2 separate regions of the Hordeum vulgare genome follow, and region 1 is linked to region 2. The links are chromatin contacts, called in public Hi-C maps. All regions are on one chromosome and are shown on one strand. The core of a region is the stretch at or near the end of the contact, and the rest is flanking DNA. Distances in the headings are between cores, read along the strand shown.

Evidence for each region. A called contact is a pair of places that touch in the nucleus more often than the background predicts.
Region 1: a contact with region 2 is called in a Hi-C map of leaf, with 6 times the contacts expected there. The contact joins the promoter of LOC123424740 here to the promoter of LOC123424738 in region 2. A contact is called at or near these places in 1 of 6 Hi-C or Micro-C datasets (leaf) and 1 of 1 datasets of contacts at active chromatin or transcription factors (embryo).

Annotation. Positions count from the first base shown.
Region 1 is chr2H:42,417,206-42,421,639 of MorexV3_pseudomolecules_assembly, reverse strand. LOC123424740 (60S ribosomal protein L18-2-like) reads left to right here and starts at 2,538. Exons shown (of 5, transcript XM_045108415.1): 1 at 2,538-2,642; 2 at 2,726-2,815; 3 at 2,900-3,028; 4 at 3,136-3,318; 5 at 4,267-4,434. The coding sequence starts at 2,640. The coding sequence ends at 4,425.
Region 2 is chr2H:42,189,005-42,193,499 of MorexV3_pseudomolecules_assembly, reverse strand. LOC123424738 (pectinesterase-like) reads right to left here and starts at 1,474. Exons shown (of 2, transcript XM_045108413.1): 1 at 59-1,474. The coding sequence starts at 1,127.

The DNA.
Region 1 (4,434 bases), core at 1,289-3,788, 230 kb before region 2:
TATGTACGTACTTGTTGGCGGGAGGAAAGAATAGGTGTGAGGGAAAAACAACAACTTTATAAAAGGGCAAGTGATGTTGAAGGCAAAATGTGGCTAACAAAATATATCACACGAGGTGACGTGCTAAAATGAATACAAACGAGCATATAGCAATACTAAAACCAATACATAAGTGCATGGCGAGGAATGTCCAATGAATAAAGGGCTCTTACATGTACGCATGGGCGGATTCAGGCCCCAAGCAGCCCAGGCGGCGGCCTGGGACGTGAGGCCCATCTCCTTTGTACACTGTAGTGTTTGCTGTAGCTAGCCTGCTACAGTGAACAAAGGTTGCCTGGGTCTGGCCGAGTTTGTCTAGGATGTGGCCCATTCCTCGGTCCGCATGCACGGGAACACCCATGCACATGAAAATCTCTTTTATCTATATTTTCATTCTTATAACTAATACTCCCTCCGTTCCTAAATATAAGACATTTTAAAAATTCCACTATGAACTACATACGGATGTATGTAGTCATATTTTAGGATGTAGATTCACTCATTTTGCTCCGTATCTAGTCTATAGTGTAATCTCTAAAAGGACTTATATTTAGAAACGGAGGGAGTAGATGAGACAAATCGTTGGTCCTTATTGAAACAACCTATAAAAGTTGCATAAATGTTGATTGTAAGTACAAGTGTATCCTTCATTTGTTCCCATTTTGTGCAGACTCTTCGAGAAGTTGCACATAGTTTAGCTAGGGAGTCCAAATCTGAACCTTCCATTCGAATCGAAGATTTCCCTAGTTTTATTGCTACATTTCTCATTGATGATCAAATCATTATTAAGTTGCAATAAAGCTTTTAGTTCTGCTTCATCGGACGACTGAGAATGGTCAAATCTAAGAGCTGCCAACCCCTAAAACAAAGGCAAAATAAATAGCTACAAGAAGTACTTTCTCCTTACCTAACTCCCTTTGTGCCTTTTTAAAATAAATAAATAACAAAACCGTAGAATAATGTAAGATTAAAATAGACATGTTTTTGAATTCAAACACATTATCTCTATTTTTTTTTACACATACGCCATTGCCGTTTTAATGGTAAAAACTAAAACCATTATCTCGGACGGACACATCACTATTTTAATATTATTACACAATACTCAATTTAACTCGTGCATGCATTTCTCAAGACATGCATTGTACGTATACACTTATTAGTTTTGTTTTACTTTAGAGTCGCACTAAAGTCAGCCATGATGGCATTTCCTTCAGAAAAAAAGACCACACTCACAACACCACACCCTATAAATAGAAAATCCCTTCATCCGTTTGTTTAGAAACACCTATAAATTTATTCATACTCGTAACAGTTACAGATACATTGATATGAACCTAAGACCTAAAAAATACAAAGTAACTCATATGACTAAAAATTACAGTGAGATTCCTTGAAAGCACCTTCTTCGTTGTATCAATCTATGCTTGAAGAGATACTCAAAAAACTTCGCTAGAGAGGTTGTAATTGGACTGGAGCAACGATGTTGTTACTGTTTCAGCCACAAAACATTACCAATGATGATATTTTAAGGCGACTTGAGTCATCCATCCAGAAAGATGGAAGGTCTTCATCAATGAACATACTTGGGCCGGGGATGATCCCCTGGGAATGCAGAACGTTGGATCACAATATCTTCAACATAGTGTTGATGTAAAATTTCAACTTCACAAAGAACCAAACCCCCAAAAAAGGTTTGACACACCAACCTAACCTTATTAGACCCGAATAATTGAATCTGCGAGGACTGAAAACTCTCTAACGTCATGGTACAACAAAAAATTGAAAATAATCTATTCTCACAACATACAATAATCACTAGACGATGTCAAAAAAGTAACACTCTTAAAGATGCAAGATCACTCACCTCTCCAACGCCAAAATGACAGCCAGAGGCGAGGGGATGAAAAATTACCTTGCAATAGTGACGACTACAGCGGAAGCTCCTATGCGCCGCATTTTACGGCAAATAGTCACAGTTTCGCATAGTCGGGTCTTTGCCTGAGCCGACCCGTGAAGGAGACGGTCGGCGGTGAGTCGTACTGCTCATAAAAGCTAAAAATTAGAACCGCCATCTCATAGAATGAAGACACATGGTCTCAATCAACATACCATGAAATACTACCGGTTGAGCTACGTAAGATTATTAAACATAGAGGAGCGTAAAACTTTAAGAAGCAAGTCAGCAACATCCAGTCCAGATCCGATATATTTTTAGAATTTTGAACACGTTTATTTAAAAAAAAATACCCAAGTGATTTGTGAAAGACAAACATTTTTAAACTTTGTAAAAAGATTAATTTACAAACAGAAACATTTTTAAAAACAGAAACAAAGAGTGGCAAATAGGGTTTTCCGGCTGCACGATTAACAAAACCCTCGTCCCCGATACCAACCTTTCATCCGTTAAGGCAGAGGCAGGCTTATTTGGGCTAAAACGAAAGAAACAAAGACCACCAATTTAGGCCCAGCCCAAATAACTCTCCGTCCACACCATATTTAGACTCCACATCTCATTCCATCCAAAACCCTAGCACCCGTCCCGCCGCCGCCGCTGCCGCCTCGACCCTCGCCGCTGCTGCATCCACCACCGCGGAACCATGGTAATCTCTTACCCCTCTCCCTCCTCGTCGTTCTCCCCTGAACTCTACGCAAGGCTCACACCGTCCGTTCCCGTCGCACCCAGGGTATCGACCTCGTCGCCGGCGGCCGCAACAAGAGGACCAAGCGCACGGCGCCCAAGTCGGACGATGTGTACCTCAAGCTGCTCGTCAAGGTCAGTCCCCCATCGATCCGGTGTTACCGCGTAATCCCCGTCTCAGGGATTCAGATTTACCGCAATTCGCTTTCCTGTTCGTAGCTCTACCGCTTCCTGGTGCGGAGGACCAAGAGCCAGTTCAACGCCGTGATCCTGAAGCGGCTCTTCATGAGCAAGACAAACCGGCCGCCGCTCTCGATGCGCCGCCTCGTCAGGTTCATGGATGGGAAGGTATCCCTCTCTCTCTCTCTCTCGCTGTGCCATTTTTTCTTAATCTTCGGGCTGGATGAATCGATGTGAAGCTTACCTGGGCGGCGTTTGTGGTTGTGCGGGTGTAGGCGGACAAGATCGCTGTGATCGTGGGCACCATCACCGATGACCAGAGGGTCTACGAGATACCGGCAATGAAGGTGGCCGCGCTCAGGTTCACCGAGACGGCGAGGGCCAGGATTGTCAACGCTGGTGGCGAGTGCCTTACCTTTGACCAGCTCGCCCTCCGTGCTCCGCTTGGACAGAACACGGTATGGTTTGACTTCTCCTTTTCTTTAGGTACTGTATTTGCTAATAGTGCTGTTTGATGCATTCCTTATTACACGAGTTGGTATCCAAAGATTTACAACTGAAGCATGTAATTCTTTTAGTTTGTACTATTAAGTATGCAAGACTCCTGTAGGTGGAGAAAACCAAGTTTATTTTTCATGCTCATCTTGTGTTACAGAGAGACTTGTATGTGTAGGTTGTGGTAGGGTATTCAAGGAACAATCTATTATTTTTCTGATGATTCATCGGTTACCCTCTTGTCAGGTGTTAAGAGTACATGTAAACAAAGTTGATATACCTGTCTAAATCTGTATGGTGTACGTACATTGCACTTTTTTCATGGTTGTGCTGGACAGCTGGTGTCCAATTTCAAACCAAAACTAAGTCATTGATGATTGTTAAACTACTATATCTTTTCGCAAAGAAAGTCAAGCTTAACTTCAAATATGGTGCGTATGCTTATTTTATTGGTAGTAGTTGCATTATTGGTTAAAAGTCTTTATGCCCTATGTTTTCCTTTGTTTAAGAGTTGTTTCAAACTTGAATCTGTTCTCTTTGCATAAACATTAATGTAAATGTGTATTGATTCATACATACATGATAATCAGTGTGTAGATTCTTGCACTGTTCCTTCGTGACTTTATCTGTATGATTTCATTGTATTGTCACTATGGTGCTTTGTCTTTAGTACATGCTTACTGATGCTAGAAATTTTGACATTGTACTTATGTAGAGACATTTTCTCCAATTTATGATATCCTTTTCCTTCTCTTTTGAGATGTGCCAAGGTGTGGTATGATGATGGTTCCTCCCTTCCCATAAATCAGCGATGAGCCGATGAGCCTCAGTATTAGCTGCATGCCTTTGAGGCTTATATTCATGAGAATGCCATGTACAATCATTTTAACAATTTACATTTTTCTTTATAGCTTCTCCTGAGGGGTCCCAAGAACGCCAGGGAAGCTGTTAGGCACTTTGGCAAAGCTCCAGGAGTGCCACACAGCCACACCAAGCCATATGTCCGCTCCAAGGGCAGGAAATTCGAGAAGGCAAGAGGAAGGAGGAACAGCAGGGGCTTCAAGGTTTAAGCTGTGGAA
Region 2 (4,495 bases), core at 225-2,724:
ACTGAAGTGATTTGATTGACTATGTCTGCACGGACGTGGGCGGGCTCGCGTGGCGTACCTAGCGTGGCGGAGCGGAAGGTGGTGTAGTTGTCGACGACGTTGCGGCTGGCCTTGATGACGGTCTTCCACATGCCGTCGCCGACGAACATGATGTTGGTCTTGTCGCTGCCCACCTCCACGTTCTCGAAGTAGCCCCCGGCCTTGATGTGGATCACGTACCGCGTCGCGCTGTTGTTGGGCGCCGCCGCCACCGCCTCCGTCACCGTCGTGAAGTTGCCGCTCCCGTCCTTGGCCACCACCAGGTCCGGCACGCTCTCCTGGAGCAGCCGCCTCCGGTCCGCCGCCGCCACCCACGCCGGGAACCCGCGCCGCACCGGCCCGTACCCCTCGAACACCTCCTCGCCCGTGGTTCTTCTTGTGGTTCTCGAGCGGAGGGCGCGCCCGCGGCGGCGCTGCGGGAGGCGGCGGACCATGGCGAGCGAGTTGGACACGAGGTGGGCGACGTGGTAGATGCGGCCCTGGATGTAGGGCCGCACGCGGCCGTCCTCCGACGCCGACGGCCCCGCGAACCCCTCCAGGCAGGTGTACTGGTTCGTCATGGCCGCCGACAGCACCGTCTGCAGGCCCGCGACGGAGTCCTCCGCCGTGCGGTTCCCGGCAGAGAGCTCGGCCGCCGCCGTGCCGAGCTGGCTCAGCGTGTGCCCGAACAGCTCCTGGCAGTCGGACAGCGCGAGGCGGTCGCGGAGGCGCAGCCGGTGCGGGCGCGCCAGGTAGGACGTGCAGTTGGACGCGGCGGACCGCACCGCCGACGCCGCGCGCCCCACCACCAACGAGATCACGTCCCCGAGCGGCTTCTGCGCCAGCCCCTCGACGCCGGCCAGCGCCGACGCGCAGACCTCCCGGTGCAGCATGCCCGCGCAATGCCGGTCCACGGCCGCCGCGTGCTCGGCGTCCGCATTGGCGTCGAGGAGCGTGCGCTCGTGGTGGTGGCCGCCGTCGTGGTCGGCGTCGGCGGCGAATGCGGTCTGGGCGAAGAGGAATGTGAGGAGGAGGAGGGGGAGGAAGGTGGCGAGGAGGAGGAGCCTGGCCGCTTCCCGTCGCTTGGTTCTTGGTGTCGGAGGTGGCATTCCGCGGTGGTGGGATCACTACCGTGGGAGTGGGAGTGGGAGTGGGAGTGAGCGGGGCCGAGCGTGACGGACAGGGGCCGTGGTGCGTGTCGGTGCGAGCGGGCGAAGGAGATTGGAATGGAGGAGCGTCACGTTTTATAGCAACGTCGACAGTCTCGTGGATATATATATATATATATGCATGTACGGTGCGAGGAAATGAAGGGCTTGTGATTGCAGGAGGGCCCGACCAGCACACATGGTTTAATTAATTTGGTACTCGAGCTCTGGTCCTGTCCAACAAGGTTAATCTTGTTTTAGACTGGAGAGATCTTTGGCAAAATTTGGTACTGCGCTCTCTGCATTCATGAATGGACGACGGCTTTCAAGATGCAACCATCCATGATCACTGATACTCCCTCCTTTCTGGTTTATAGGGTTTAAATCTAAAATCTCATCAACTAAGGTGAATTGTGATGGTTTATAGGGTTTAAATCTAAAATCTCATCAACTAAGATGAATTGTGAATGGATGACCCTAGTTCTAACTAGCTAATGAAATGTTTCTCACATATTCAATTTTCAAGGCAATAAATGTAGCATCTTTTTTTTTATTGGACTTGCATGATGCATGTACTAAAAAAGATGCATGCACGGTCACTAATTTGCTTTCCCTTATCTCTACGAATTAAATATGATGTGAGACTTAAAGCATTTAACTCAACTAGACTCAAAATGAGCCTAGTATAATGAAAATCTGAAATTTTGAAGATGAGCCATATGAACCAGAAAGGAGTGAGTATAGTAATCCCTCCGTTCCTAAATATAAGACCTTTTAAAGATTGTACTATAAACTACATACGGATGTACATAGACATATTTTAAAGTATAGATTCACTCATTTTACTTCCTATGTAGTCTCCTAGTGAAATAACTAAAATGTGGGAGTACTAGACATGGAGCTGCAAAACCGATGTCACTGCAAACGAACAGCAAAACCGATGTCACTGGAGTACATTAATAGCAGCGGAAGCATTTCAAGATGCGCGGCAATAGGCCTATGGCCACCGAGAATTTCTCTCGACCTCACCGGAGACGATGGCCACATCGGCAAATTTGGAGCAGTGGTGCAGCACGCGCAGGCCAGCTGCGACGCACAGTGCTCAACCACATGGCCAGTGCCATGGCCGGCCAGGCAGAACGGGGTGCCGCTTTTACCGACGCGGTTTGGCCACACTAGACACACCGGTAGCGGCAGGCAGAGGCACACTCAGCCGAGGCATGGATGGCCATGCGCTCTGTGCGTGCTCTCGTAGCGAACAAGCAGCGGACCGGCGGGCCGAACAGTTGCTGTCGTTTGGAGCTGACCCTGTCCGATCCGATAACCTCGTCACTCGTCATTTCGCCACTCGTAAGATTAACTGCTTTTTTCCTTCTCTCTAACAGGTTATTATGTTCAGTTGTTTCATTTTGATTTTATCTACACTGGCTTGGGTTTAAATGCTTCGTCGATGTATATTTTTACGGCGGACGCCGGCGCGCCGGCCCAGAGACTCGCGTCGGTCGTACCTCACGCAGCTCAGCCAACATCCCGATCCCCGCCTCCCATACATCTCGCATGCGCCGCCGTATGCGGGTAGCCCCCCGGGCTCCCCACGCTCGTCATCATCGTCCCCATCGTCAGCCTGCTCGCCGCGCTCGCTGTTGACATCGTGGTTTGCAGCAACCCATCACCAACATCTCGCCTCATGTGAAGCAAAAAAAGTTGTCGGCGATAGCAAAAAAAAAATATAGTTACAACAAAACAGAACGATGGATGTAGCAAATTTGTATAATGCTTGTAGCATTTATCCATCATGGTTGCAGCATTTATCTTTCTCATGACTCGGTTTTGTGCCGGAGAAGACAGATGGTTGGCTTGCAGTAATACTAATGACGGTTACCCCGACACCTCTGAAGTCCGTGGTGAGAATGGAAAGCCTCGGCGCAACAAAAATAACAAACACTGACATAAAAATAGCAACAACAATAATGTTGAAGAAACATAAATCAATGATGGATTCAGCAACAAACGCAACAACCAGAAGAAGAATACCTTCAAAGGGAAGAAGGAATGGCCCGTCTCCCGTGGACATAATCATTGATAGGCCCTGCCAAATTCATGGCACTGCGGATAAACCCGTTGTTGGGAAACGTCGCATGGAAAACAAAAATTTTCCTACGCGCACGAAGACCTATCATGGTGATGTCCATCTACGAGAGGGGATGAGTGATCTACATACCCTTGTAGATCGTACAGCAGAAGCGTTAGAGAACGCGGTTGATGTAGTGGAACGTCCTCACGTCCCTCGATCCGCCCTGCGAACAATCCCGCGATCAGTCCCACGATCTAGTACCGAACGGACGGCACCTCCGCGTTCAGCACACGTACAACTCGACGATGATCTCGGCCTTCTTGATCCAGCAAGAGAGACGGAGAGGTAGAAGAGTTCTCCGGCAGCGTGACGGCGCTCCGGAGGTTGGTGATGATCTTGTCTCAGCAGGGCTCCGCCCGAGCTCCGCAGAAACACGATCTAGAGGAAAAACTATGGAGGTATGTGGTCGGGCAGCCGTGAGAAAGTCGTCTCAAATCTGCCCTAAAAGCCCCATATATATAGGAGGAGGGAGGGGGACCTTGCCTTGGGGTCCAAGGGATCCCCAAGGGGTCGGCCGAGCCAGGGGGGAGGACTCTCCCCCCCCCCCAAACCGAGTCCTACTTGGTTTGGTGGGAGGGAGTCCTTCCCCCTTCCCACTTCTTCCTTTTTTTTTCCTTTCCTTTGATTTTTTCTCCCTTGGCGCATAGGGGATTGGTGGGCTGTCCCACCAGCCCACTAAGGGCTGGTGTGACCCCCCCAAATGCCTATGGGCTTCCCCGGAGTGGGTTGCCCCCTCCGGTGAACTCCCGGAACCCATTCGTCATTCCCGGTACATTCCCGGTAACTCCGAAAACCTTCCGGTAATCAAATGAGGCCATCCTATATATCAATCTTCGTTTCCGGACTATTCCGGAAACCCTCGTGACGTCCGTGATCTCATCCGGGACTCCGAACAACATTCGGTAACCAACCATATAACTCAAATACGCATAAAACAACGTCGAACCTTAAGTGTGCAGACCCTGCGGGTTCGAGAACTATGTAGACATGACCCGAGAGACTCCTCGGTCAATATCCAACAGCGGGACCTGGATGCCCATATTGGATCCTACATATTCTACGAAGATCTTATCGTTTGAACCTCAGTGCCAAGGATTCGTATAATCCCGTATGTCATTCCCTTTGTCCTTCGGTATGTTACTTGCCCGAGATTCGATCGTCAGTATCCGCATACCTATTTCAATCTCGTTTACCG